Linked DNA regions of Drosophila melanogaster: region 2 is linked to region 1. The links are chromatin contacts, called in public targeted proximity ligation maps. All regions are on one chromosome and are shown on one strand. The core of a region is the stretch at or near the end of the contact, and the rest is flanking DNA. Distances in the headings are between cores, read along the strand shown.

Region 1 (5,988 bases), core at 2,074-4,573:
AACATGGCTTTCCCGCAGTAGAACGGGAACTGGACTCCCTGGAGCAGAATGTCCGATATGCCCTGCGAAAGTAAGAAAACAAATCGGTTAGCAATGTTTTTCCAGGCAATGGGTGTGGGTGGGTCTACATATCGGGGCCAGCTATCGCGGTTTCCCATAAGCTCCGGTTGTGGGTCTGATAAGTTCCCCAAATGACTAATGGGTTAAACATCTTGACGGCGCGATAAGGAAAGTGCCTCATGCAACCAGCAGGTGAAGCAGGTAAATTGACTCACCCCGCCATATAACTTCAAATGCTGCTCCCCAAAATAGAAAAAAAACCCACTTACCGTCAGGGCGGGAATGCAGGAGGCAAATGCGTAGACCCAGATGTAGAAAAAGGCGCAGAAGAATGCCACGAAGAAGGAGACGAACCAGAAGACCAGCAGCCAGAAGACGAACCACAGTGGATTTGGCATCGTGATGAGTGGTGTTGTTTGTTCAGAGCGATTTCAGCTGTGCGATAAGATAAATACAAGGGATCTTATTAGTGGAAAGATCCATAAAAAACTGAAGCTTATCAGTCGTCTTCTTAATAGAGCATATCTCATTAAAAACTTCAAGACTTGGAGCTTGCTCGAGCATAAAACTAATTTCTGCATTTCGTATATTTTTAATAAGCAAAACACATGTCATTAATTTGATATGCGCCTTAAAAAAGTGACCTCATAATATTTTTAATGAGCTAACAAATTAAATCTTGCATTTCGATAGAACACGATTCTGATAAACCCCACCTAATTAAAAGAGCTTCTAAAACGTCACTTCTATTTCTAAATCATTTTTTCCATCGCTGTATCAACGTTCCCATTTAAGATAGTGAATGTCAAGTTATTCGAGCAAGTAAATCCTTCAGTAAACCCCATTTGTGTTTGCATACCACACTCATTTATAAATAGTTTTTAGTCATATGCAATTTCAAATTATATATTATATAAGTAGACCTTGAGTTAGGCCTTTGAAGATTACTGAAGTTTGAATTTTAGTTAATATCTTCCTTCACTATAAAATGATTAAATATTCGGCTTTCTCCTAAAAATACTTTTTCACTTTTTAGAAAATATTATTAAAATATGCATACACTCAGGTTTTACCACCGAAAAATGCATTTGAATGGCTTTCTTCTGCATTTAGATTTCACTTTTGGGTCGTGACAAACATACTAACGACCGATTTGGCTCGGTTTTGAGACTGATTTTAGAAACACTGACGTCAAAACTGATTGTGACCAAAATAAGGCAAAAATAAGGCAGAGTATGAGGTCGAGGCCTCGACCGCCGATTTCGAGCCGAATTCCACGATCAAGTGGTGATTATAGTACTCTCAAAACAAGTGTCGTCATTATGCAAATCACAATGCTAGCGAGCACTGCACTTGACGGGGTGTGTCGTCTTAAGTCATCGCCCATCTTAAGTCATCATAAAAACAATTGCAGATCGCCCACAAACCGGTTGGCGAAATTAGCACACGGTGAAATTCGGATTAATTAGACCAGCCGAATCTGAAGTATGCGCCAATTAATAGGCGTACGCCAACTATGCGTAAGTATTTTATAAATACTGTATACCACGCACCCACGTATTTAAGATCGAAAACAACTTAATAGCCGAATGCCAGGCAGCCAAAGGAAACAATAACAAACCAAGTAGACGATCGGATCGGAGGTCGACGTCCGGGGGATTCGAGAATGGAATGAAGACTGAGAAGCGCAAACCGGCGCAACAAGTTGCATGCCCACTGCAGGCAGGGTTGTCACCCGTCGCACTGCCGACGCGCACTTTCGAAGGAAAGCTTCGCGAAAAAGCTTTTGGCAGCGAGGGCCGATCTGAGAGTTAAGCAAAGTATTTATTGGGTTACTAAGGTTAGTTAAAAGAGAACTCAATCTTTTTAAACCAAATACATAGATAGTCTTTGTGTAAGTAGTATTTGTGTAGACAGTATTTGTGTAGATATTATTTGTGTGAAAAAAATAAACATTTTTTCGAAACAACAGTCAATAACAGTGAACACAAAAGGTACGGAAAATATTAATACAATTTTATTAAACTAATTTTATTACATTTGTCGTTATCATTCGTTTATACTATGCTTCCATCGAAACAATGTTTAATGAAATTTCTTCTCCCAATTCTTAAATTACAATACTAGCAAGAAAGCAAAGAAAAAACATTTAAAGTTCGTACACATTGTGAATGCCCTTATCAGCGGAACTTATCAGTCAAATGTTTGGCCATTCCGTTTATGCCTTTTGGCGCTTATCTTAGCCACTGCCGCATTCGGTTTCCCGGCCAGCAATCAATCGACGCTAAGAATAAAAACTTGGCCAACCTCAGCTTCGTTTTGGGAAAGCTCTTCGTGCCGCAAGAAGCTTTATGCGGCTGCTTGTCAATGTTTTCATATCAAATTTCCTATAATATATCACCCCCCCATTTCACCGTCCATATGATGGTGTGTGTGTAGCCAAAAAGTTGTTCATCCCGGACGCCGACGCCGCATTTTGCAGCTGTTGTTGTGGTCGGCTGCTGTTTTCTCCGATTCTCCGCATTCTGCTGCGAGTCGTCGGTCACGCTGGTTCCGATTTTCATCCGGTTGAGCTCAACAACAAACTGTAAAATAAATATATACATATACAAAAAATTAAAAAAAAAAAATAATTCAAATATGTTTACAAATCGAAAATATTCCAGACTTTTATCGGCCTAAAAGGAGTTTTAAATCATTGTCCAATTGTGGTGCATACTTTGCGGCGCAAATCAGCTGCCTTTTTATGAGAGTGTGTGTGTGTGTTTGAGAGAGCAAGAGAGCGAGAGCTGACTTTGTATGTGTGTTAAAAGTGTGCGATCGATTTTCGGTTGCCCCACGAAAACAAACAGAATCAAAAATATAAAAAAAAAACTAACAAAAATGTTTAAGACTTTTTAAAAGCTCATTAAGAACTACCAACAATTAAACAAAAATATTTGCTTAACTGGAGGGTCTCTCAAATAAACAAACAACGCGGACCCTTGAGATAATGAAATTTGGTATGGCTCGCTAGAGCAACAACAAATGCGGCAAAATGTCGCAGAAAAAAGTTTCCGATTTTGATTGCGAACAAAAACAAGCTAAAGCTTCAGGCCAAAAATAAAGAGAGAGAGAGAGATGGTATAACAGTCGCTCAAAAGCTGTCGAGAGAGAGGGAGAGAAAAGAGAGAGTGAAAGCATAGTCCCGCTATTTTGCCGAGAGAAATAAAGAGCAGAAAAGCAATGTCCGTTTAAAGTACGCATTGCGATGCCTTTTAGCTTCAGTTTAGCTAGAGACATCGTCGTGTTTTGAACGGCTGACACAGTTTCGGAGTTCAGCGGATCGAGCGGACTACGCCACACTAGTATTCAGTTCAGTGCGCAAAAAAGGCCAAAAGGAAAACCAGAAAAACTTTTAAAATAGGCAGGATAAAAGAAGGCAGACCGTACATCTTTAAAGGGAAACACCATACCCTTTCTGTCCTCAAGCCAGCTCTTTCAAACAAACACACACATACACATACCTGTCATGCATATGGCATAACACGGCCAGAAAAGGAAATTCATTAGTCAGATTCTGTGTGTGATAAAGTGAAGTTTTGGTGCTAAAATCTAGTATTCAACGCAAGCAGCCCTGCACTTTATTTACAGCTTGGAAAATTGGCAAATCAGAGAGTCGGAGAGGTTTTAAACATCAAACATAAACAGAGTCATGTAGTGAGCGACCGAGGACAACAGTTTCAGCGCACAAAGAGGTAAGTTATCTGTTGAAAAAATCAAATTTTTAAATGATAATTGCCTTGCAGAATAATAGCTTTGAATATTTATTACTTAGGTCTATGTCTTTTTCATTTTCATTTTGACTAAATAATATTAAAAGAATATTTTCCTATTTAGAGGATTAGATTCTCCTCCCACGAGAATGTTTATTAATTAAAAATGATGTTTTGGTATTGTCCTAACAAGTGGTATTTAACAATATAATTCAAGTAATAACAATAATGCTGGGGAAAACAAATCAAAATGGAACATCCCCTTAGTGATATTGTTTTGGTTATGGAATTTCTTCTTCGATTTTAGCATTTAACGATTTTTGATGAGCTCAGTGATCCGTGAGGTCCTCAGCTCACACAAATACACGCAAAAAGGGAGAGTGGTAAAGGGAGAACGACAGGATACCCCGGGAAATATACGAGAGAGTCTTACAAATTCATAATTTGTCTGTTTACATACAAGGACCTGGTCCCTGTATTGGTGGTTTATCGAGTGGCGCTGCCTCAATGTCCACCCGCTTGTCCCACCTCCCAACCAATGCCCTCCGTCCTTAATTTCCCTGAACGAAAGCGAAATTATTTTTTTATTTTGGTTTTTTTTTTTTTATTTGTGGGGCACGTAGGCTCCATAACTTCCGCTCGGTCGGCTCACGCGCACACCTGTACCCACTCTCATACACAAACTTATACACACTTTTTGGCAACTCACATCGAGGGCGAGCACATTTAAAATTCTGATGAAAAGACACTTTTACTTTATTCTTTCACTCGCCGGCACACAGGAAAAATTCATGTGATTGTCATTTCCTTGCCGTCTCCAAAAGTGGTCCATGTCACTTTTATGAGCTCATCTCATAGAGTAAAACGGTACATTGTATTCAAAAAAATCATGCTTTCAGACTCCATTAGGTATGCAAAATCGGAAATACATAAAATGCCAATACTTTTAATTTTGAAAATGTAAGAATAGTAACTTCACTCAGTATTTAGTTCAATTCGCACACGTTCTGAATTCTGAATGCTGAGCAGAATTAAGCCTGCCGTTTTTTTCAGTGCATTGGGCATCGCACTTTTTCACATCTTTTGAGTATTGTGTGCCCGAGTGCGTGAGTGCGCTTAATTCGTGTGTGTGTGTAAATATTTTGCTTGATAAACGCTCGACACACACACACTCTCGTCTGTCCTCCGAGTCGCCCACATGTCGCGTAATTCAACTGTCGATTTATCACACTTAACCCGAACACACACTTTACGGTTAGTGTAGTATACTATCATCTACTATCCACCATAATCCGCACATTTCATGCAGCATCATCATCCCATGATCATCACGTCATCATCAACCGGCGGCTTATTAGTTTCAAACGCTGATTAGTTGTCCAGTTTCGTGCGATTGCGTGCTGGGCTCAGATACAGATTCAGATTCACTCCTATTCCGTATTTTGTTTTTGTTTATCATTTTATATAAATTTGCTTAGGCTGGGGGACTATTCACGTACCAGCGCCAAAGATACATCTGTATCTATGCACGAGTATCCATGGGAGCATACAAATGCGAACAACTAGTTTGCTGGGCTTTGGGTGTCTGATATGGTTAGGGTTTCTTTTTTATGGGTCTGTGAACTGCATTCTTGATTGAGATTTATGTTGCATATATGCGCTTTTATTACACAATTATTTTATATTTTGTTACACAGGATTTTTTCTCCAACCACCCGAATGTTAGTTCGCTTTGATTGTAAATTTAATACAAAACATTTTTTCATTCAGTATATTCGCCAGTTTTATTCTTGGTTTTTAATTTATTTTCGTTTCTCGTACAATAAATATCTGGTTTATCTGTTTTTGCAAATCACAGAACCATTTTCGTTAGCTTAATTTACTTTTTAACGAAATTTCAATTTAGCTATGTGACTTTAAAAATAGTTTACAGAGAATGCGCTTTTAACACGGAAAATTGGCAAATACGGGAAAAAGTGTTTAAATACATTGACACGATAAAAAATTTTTTTAATTCCTTAAGGCCATCTTATTTTATCAAATGGCTGCCACACACATAAAAACCATACAAATAAAAACCATACAAACCAAATACAAATGTGTGATATTATTTTTAATAACGAGAGTTATTATGGAACTGGTAAATAAATTTGTTTCTTGATATAAAAAATTC
Region 2 (5,988 bases), core at 2,326-4,825, 45 kb before region 1:
ATTTCTTATGCTAAACAGTAACAATTTGTGTTGTCAGATAAATTCAGATTCAGATCATTCAGATAAATATCCCTGTTTGTCACTCCATTATATGTTTGTTTACTTCAGAGCAGAGATGCTTTTAAATTTTGGAATTCGAAACTGAAAGCTTACATTTGAAACACGTTCTTCGGGCTTTTTAAGGTCATAACTTTCACAATAAACACAAAGTTATACGTGACAAGTGCGCCCCAGAAACACCCAAAAACTCAAAGTGAATCCCAGACATGGAAGAAATACTACCCATAACACCCGCGGTGGGATGAAATTGACAATGGTCGACTATACGTGCCTGCAATTTATGATATACACAAAGGGAAAATTCAAATAAAAACAATAAATAAAAGGAAGATGCGTTGACAAAGAAATGATTGCCACAATTTGCATGTTTGGGGTTAACGGAATGCGAAATAAATTTACTATTAATCAATGGGTTGCATCACTTTCAACACAAATAAACTATAAAATCGGAGAGGAAACTTCGGCCTTGACTTGCTTAATTTAATGCTATAGATTTCATGATATACACTTTATAAATAACTTCAATATTGGAAAATAGGAAACTCGAAACCATGCGATATTTACAAATATTTATGTAAGCTTTATCAACAGTTCATTGAAATATAAATAAATAAATATTTTATAAATAGAAGATCAATGAAATTGTTTATATTTCAGCATGTAGATCAATGAACTTCAAGGTGTTAAATTGTATAATTTACACACCGCCAAAGGTGTCAAGTGCCTTATCAATTCTGCCAACAACAGCCGTTAATTTACATTATTAGCACAAAAATCCAATTAAAAAGCCCTCCACTTTCGAAGGTTCTTTCCCACCGTTTGGAAATAAAAAAATTTCTATTTCGCCCAAGAAGAACGAAAAAGAAATCAGTGTCAATGAAAATGAAAAAAAGGTTTGACCACCGAGCTTTGACTGAACTTTCAAGAACAAAACAAACCCAGGAAACACAGCGAGAAACGGGTAGGGGAAGCTACTATGACAACAAGTTTCTTGGCAGTCAATGATGTCGACCCATTTTGTTGCGGCTTTTTGAAGAAAGTATTTTCTCAGCGGCCATTGAGTATTTGCCGCATTGAAGATGTAAACACGACGCATTTGCTGGCCAACAACCACAGATACACAGCAAAAAAAATCATAAGCAAATGATTACCAACAAAATCGAAGATACAAATTGAAGATCTAATGAAGAAGTAAAATGTCTAATTGCCGTAATTGTATTTATATATACAATTTATAATATTGATAATATTGATAATTAAAAAAACTGTGATATTAATTTTTCTTATAATCAGATTGGTAACAATTGTTGATAAATGTCAAAGAATGCAACTACGAACAGAATCTACTTCTCGTTGATAAGAGACATACCAATATAATCTGATAATGGGCTACGATAGATATAATTCTTTTCTTTTTTTTTTTGCTGTGCATCGATTGTGGCCGATTTAAGGCCAAGAACTTGCGCGGCAAGTGAACTATGTATGCATTTGGCTCCAAGCCTGTTTGCAGCGGTCCCAAAGGGGTGTGGGAAAGAAGGAGGGGAGGGGAAGGGAGCGGTGCAACCTGTTTGATTCAGCCATGTGGAGTTCTCTTGGCCAGCCTGCGATGGCCCGTTGTTTATCGAAACGAATACCCGTTGAAAGTCAAAGTTGGCATAGAATCCGGTGGTCACATTTCAGCGAATATTAAAAATAGTGATCGCCTCAATGCGCCCAATTAAAACTAGAATTTTGATCGCATAACGGCGATGCGGTGACAATGGTCATTTTGTATTGGCGTGGAGCTTTTGGAGCGGACTCAACGGTATCTGATTGATATGGGCCACTTATTATCTATTATTCCCGTCACATTTCGCACTATGCCTTTTACTTGATTTACAGTTGAAATCACAGCTTTTCGTGTCTCGTTTTTCGTTTTTCTTTTGTCTACGAATGGCATTAATTGTAACTTTGCCGGGTCCGAGGAATATTCACTCGGCTAATTTGATAACGGCAATTGCCGGACAGCTATCATTCTTGATTCAAATCGTAGGCGCGCACTCGAGAAATCCGAGAAAACGAAGAAAAGCGAAAAGAAAGGGGAATCGCGAGAATCGTAATTGAGATCGTATTTGCAGACGGAGTCCGCTCTTTTCTATCGCGACCGTCGCGCTCTGCTCTGAACTTCCGACTGAAGCGGGCTCCAAAGTTGTCACGGCACTCGAGCTTCTCCGGAAAGCTCTCTCATCAGCTGAGACCGGCTTTTTTATGGCCCCAACATGCGATGATCTCCAATGCATTGGGGGTATTCACAAGTGTGCTTGCAATCGTACTAGTTGCGGACAGTGCACTAGATACGATCTTAGCTACATAAATAGTACGATATAATAAAGATACCTGACATCTTAGTCTAGACATGCTAACAAAATGTTTGTCATCGCAAGATATACCTTAAAATTACTCACCTATCTACTCCATCGGCATTCGTGTAGTTGCTGATGTAGCTGCCCACCAGACTGCTCAGATCGCAGTCGAAACTTGCGGACAGTGTGTAGGCCTTGTTCATACTGAGGACCTCTCTTAGCGTGATCAGGAGCAGCTCCCGGGACTCATCCAAGTTGATGCTATCGATGGCCACGCGTATGCGCGCCATCATGTTCAGGATGCTGATGCTGTGCACATTGAGCTCCTTGGCGTGCAGGACGATCAGGTTGGTGATCGCGTTCAGCTGGAACTGAATGGACACGGTTCCCTCACAGGCGCCGGTCGTCAAGTCGGGATGGTAGTACACCTTGTACTTGATGGGCGTCAGTTCCGTGGGCAGGCGCCATTCGATCTGCGGGGTCGTAAAGTTTATTTAATATCCACGCCATCGATAATGGGCTTTGGCCCTATTAAGTGAGCAATGCGTTGATAAGGTGGCGATAGGAAATAGCACTGTTGTGGTCAGGTCGTAAACCAAGTGGACGTCGTTGCAACAAATATGCCTTAGCTGGATATAGTGGCTAAATGTTGTGAAATTAGGGTCCTAATTTATTAGGTGCAATTTCAGATATCAAACAACAATAGCTCTACTACACAAATATTGAAACCTAAGCGTATTTTGGTTTCTTATCCGTTTGCCTTTATTGCTTTATTGCTTTAACCATTTTTGGAAATAGATATGGATTTGAAAGCCATCTTTTTGAATGTTTGCCAGCACCCTAATTCTTATGAATTTCTTTCCGAAATGGTGGACAACAAGTGGCTTTGAATGTATTCCTCCAGAACATCCAACATCCTTTTGGCTTCGTCCAACTGCAGCAATAAATTATCCCTGTGGACGGCCACAATGACAAGGGCAACGATCAAGCAGGTCGATAATAGACCAAAGAATATAGCCACGCGCTCAGCGGTGATCAAGTCTATGAAAATATACATGAATCGGTATCGGTGTTTTCCCAAAACTTCCTTCGTTATCAATAAATACCCTTAATCCTGTCCTGCATGTGTCCCATTTTTGTGGCTCCTAACACTGCGTTAGCCGCAATTAAACTAACTTAAAAGACCCAAGAAATTAGACCCGTTTTGTATTATGATAAAAAAGAGGAAAAAAAACGCTAGCCAAGCGATAAGCACTTGAAATGACCAGTAAGACTAAGTTGGAACTTAATAAATTCGAAATTAGTAGCCATGCCGACTTTACGTCTAATCGCTGAAAATTTTCCCACTCTGTGTGAGGGTTTTTCTGAACTAACATCTTTTATAGCCGTGAAATATATTTTTCTTGCACTTCACTCACCTTTTCAGGATCAGGAAGTCCTGTCGGCAATGTCGGATAGATGGGATTGGTGGTGCTTCCTGTACTGGATGATGGCGAAGTTTCACCACCCGGAGATGTTCCTGCACTGGGGGTTGTGTCACCTCCTACGCCAGGTGTGGTGGTAGAGCCAGGCTCGGTGTCATCCGTGGGCCCATTGGGATTTGCAGTGGTGGTGGTCGTGGAAGTGCTGGTAGAGGTGGAGGACGTGGACGTGGTGTCCACCGTCAATGCGTCGATCTTATCGAGGGCATCCTGCAGATCGTTCTCCAGGTCCGCATTCTGAACGGCCAGCACAATCGTGGCCACACAAAAAGCAGTAGAGGCCAGGCCCAAAAAGATGGCCACTGACTTAACCGTCAGCCCTAAAATGAGTTCACATTAGTTACTGTTCCTTCGGGATATGCTACTCTATATAGAAGACTCACAGGCAACCATTTTTAGGGATATTCTTTTTTCGATGAAAATTACTCGACTGCTTCCACTAGGCTGGAAGCCAAATTGGAAACTGAATGCAAGTTGCGAATCTGACCCCACAATTTGGACTTGATAAACCTGATCAGATTGCTGACCGATATCTAGACTATATACTATATAGCTTCGTGTCCAGATAAAATCGTTTTATGCTAGACCATTACTTTTACGATTCGAACAAGGCCATATATCGACTATTATGACTGGACACTCTAATTACTCAGGATAATTACGCATGGTCATGATTCCGCATTGACCATATACTCAAAGACCCTATCTCCAATTATTTCCTAGAAGCTATAGAAATCCCCACTTGCCTCGGATAAAATGAATGAAAATATGGGGGTTGTATTTATGGTTTGATTTTGAAATTTCATTTTATTGAACTCGAACGGAATTTTCGCTTATGCAACTCTAATTATTGGCTAAATGGCCAGTTTATATACAATATACAATTTTACAATTGGTTTTTCTTGGTCAGCGGCGAGGCCGTTCCACTTAGCCAGTCGGTGATGTCAGCTTCGTTTCTGGATAGCCATTCGATGTTGTACTTGATGGTTTCCACGGCCTCCAACCGGGAGTTAGCTCCAGCTCCCGATTCGGGGTACTTGGAGAAGAAGTGCTGAACCTCCTCCAGTTTCACGGAGCTGGCAAAGTTGGCCGTAATCTGGGCGATAAGTCGTCCAAAGTTGCGGTTGTTCAGGCCAAAACGGGTGGTGAGTTGGGGCCACTGTTCGCGGTAGAATTCCCAGACCACCGGTTCACCCACAGGATTGGCGGCTATGTACTGCACACAGGTGAAATAGTCCTGGGAGCGAACGATGCTCTCATCACTGGAGGCCTGTGCCAGGAAGTCGAACAGATACTGGCTGTTCCGTACGCCAGACAATCCGTACATCAGCTTCAGTTTCTCGCTGGCATCGGTTTCGGCCACAAAGAGTTGGAACAACTGATCCCAGCTCGATTGGCTGGTGGACTGCTGCATGCCGTAGTAGTAGACAATCTCGCGAAGATCGGGGGAAGGTCGAGTGGTCGGATTCTCCAGGAAGGTGCTGAAGCGCTCGGAAGCCTGCTGCAGACAATCTGGAACACCCAGGGCACAGGCGGCGGTCAAAATGGAAACACGCAGGCGGCTGCAAAGGAATAAAGATTGTTTGAATAACAGTAGTTTGAGTAATGTTTTCAGAAAAACAAGTTGGTACTTATATACGTACTTCTTCAAGTGATTGTCGGCGTCCACAGTCCAACCCACCTCCTCGTATACGCCAGCGATCAGACTTCTGGCATAGGTGAGGTACGACACGTATCCCTCGCTGAACATGAGACTGCGATGGAGCGACCTCAGCTTATTGGAGGCCACATACCAGGGCACGAAGTCGCGCTCCTGGGCCAAGTAAGCGGTCATATCCAGAGGAATTTTGTAGGATAGTTGGTTGGCATCCGCCAGGGCGAAGGCATCGTTCAAAAGATGGCCACGATCGGCGATTTCGAATCGAGCGGGACTGGTGGTTAGCTGCTGGATGAGCAGGGCCCACAGGCTCTCCTCGTAGTTAACCCGATAGTAGCCCGTTTGGTTGACATTCAACTTGATCCACTGCACCTCGCTGGGCACGGCAATACCCACAGAGTCCACATCGTAGTCGTATATGAAGCTGTTCTCTGAACCATCATCAGCA

The links.
Region 2: a targeted proximity ligation map of the Kc167 cell line shows a contact between it and region 1, with 4 times the contacts expected there. A contact is called at or near these places in 30 of 107 Hi-C or Micro-C datasets (the Clone 8 cell line, the D17-c3 cell line, the Kc167 cell line and 11 more) and 4 of 7 datasets of targeted methods (the Kc167 cell line and the S2 cell line).

The regions. Positions count from the first base shown.
Region 1 is chr3R:13,256,112-13,262,099 of dm6, reverse strand. Ace (Acetylcholine esterase) reads left to right here and starts at 3,323. Exons shown (of 10, transcript NM_001275601.1): 1 at 3,323-3,797. It overlaps CG11686, which reads right to left and starts at 1,744. Exons shown (of 3, transcript NM_143947.4): 1 at 1,682-1,744; 2 at 330-495; 3 at 1-62. The coding sequence starts at 458.
Region 2 is chr3R:13,301,013-13,307,000 of dm6, reverse strand. It overlaps CG43208, which reads right to left and starts at 3,575. Exons shown (of 2, transcript NM_001260156.1): 1 at 3,509-3,575; 2 at 3,145-3,443. The coding sequence starts at 3,536. The coding sequence ends at 3,250. CG8774 reads right to left here. Exons shown (of 7, transcript NM_169502.2): 6 at 5,527-5,988; 7 at 4,667-5,445. The coding sequence ends at 4,770. It overlaps CG32473, which reads right to left and starts at 4,353. Exons shown (of 7, transcript NM_169503.3): 1 at 4,267-4,353; 2 at 3,821-4,203; 3 at 2,505-2,875. The coding sequence starts at 4,276.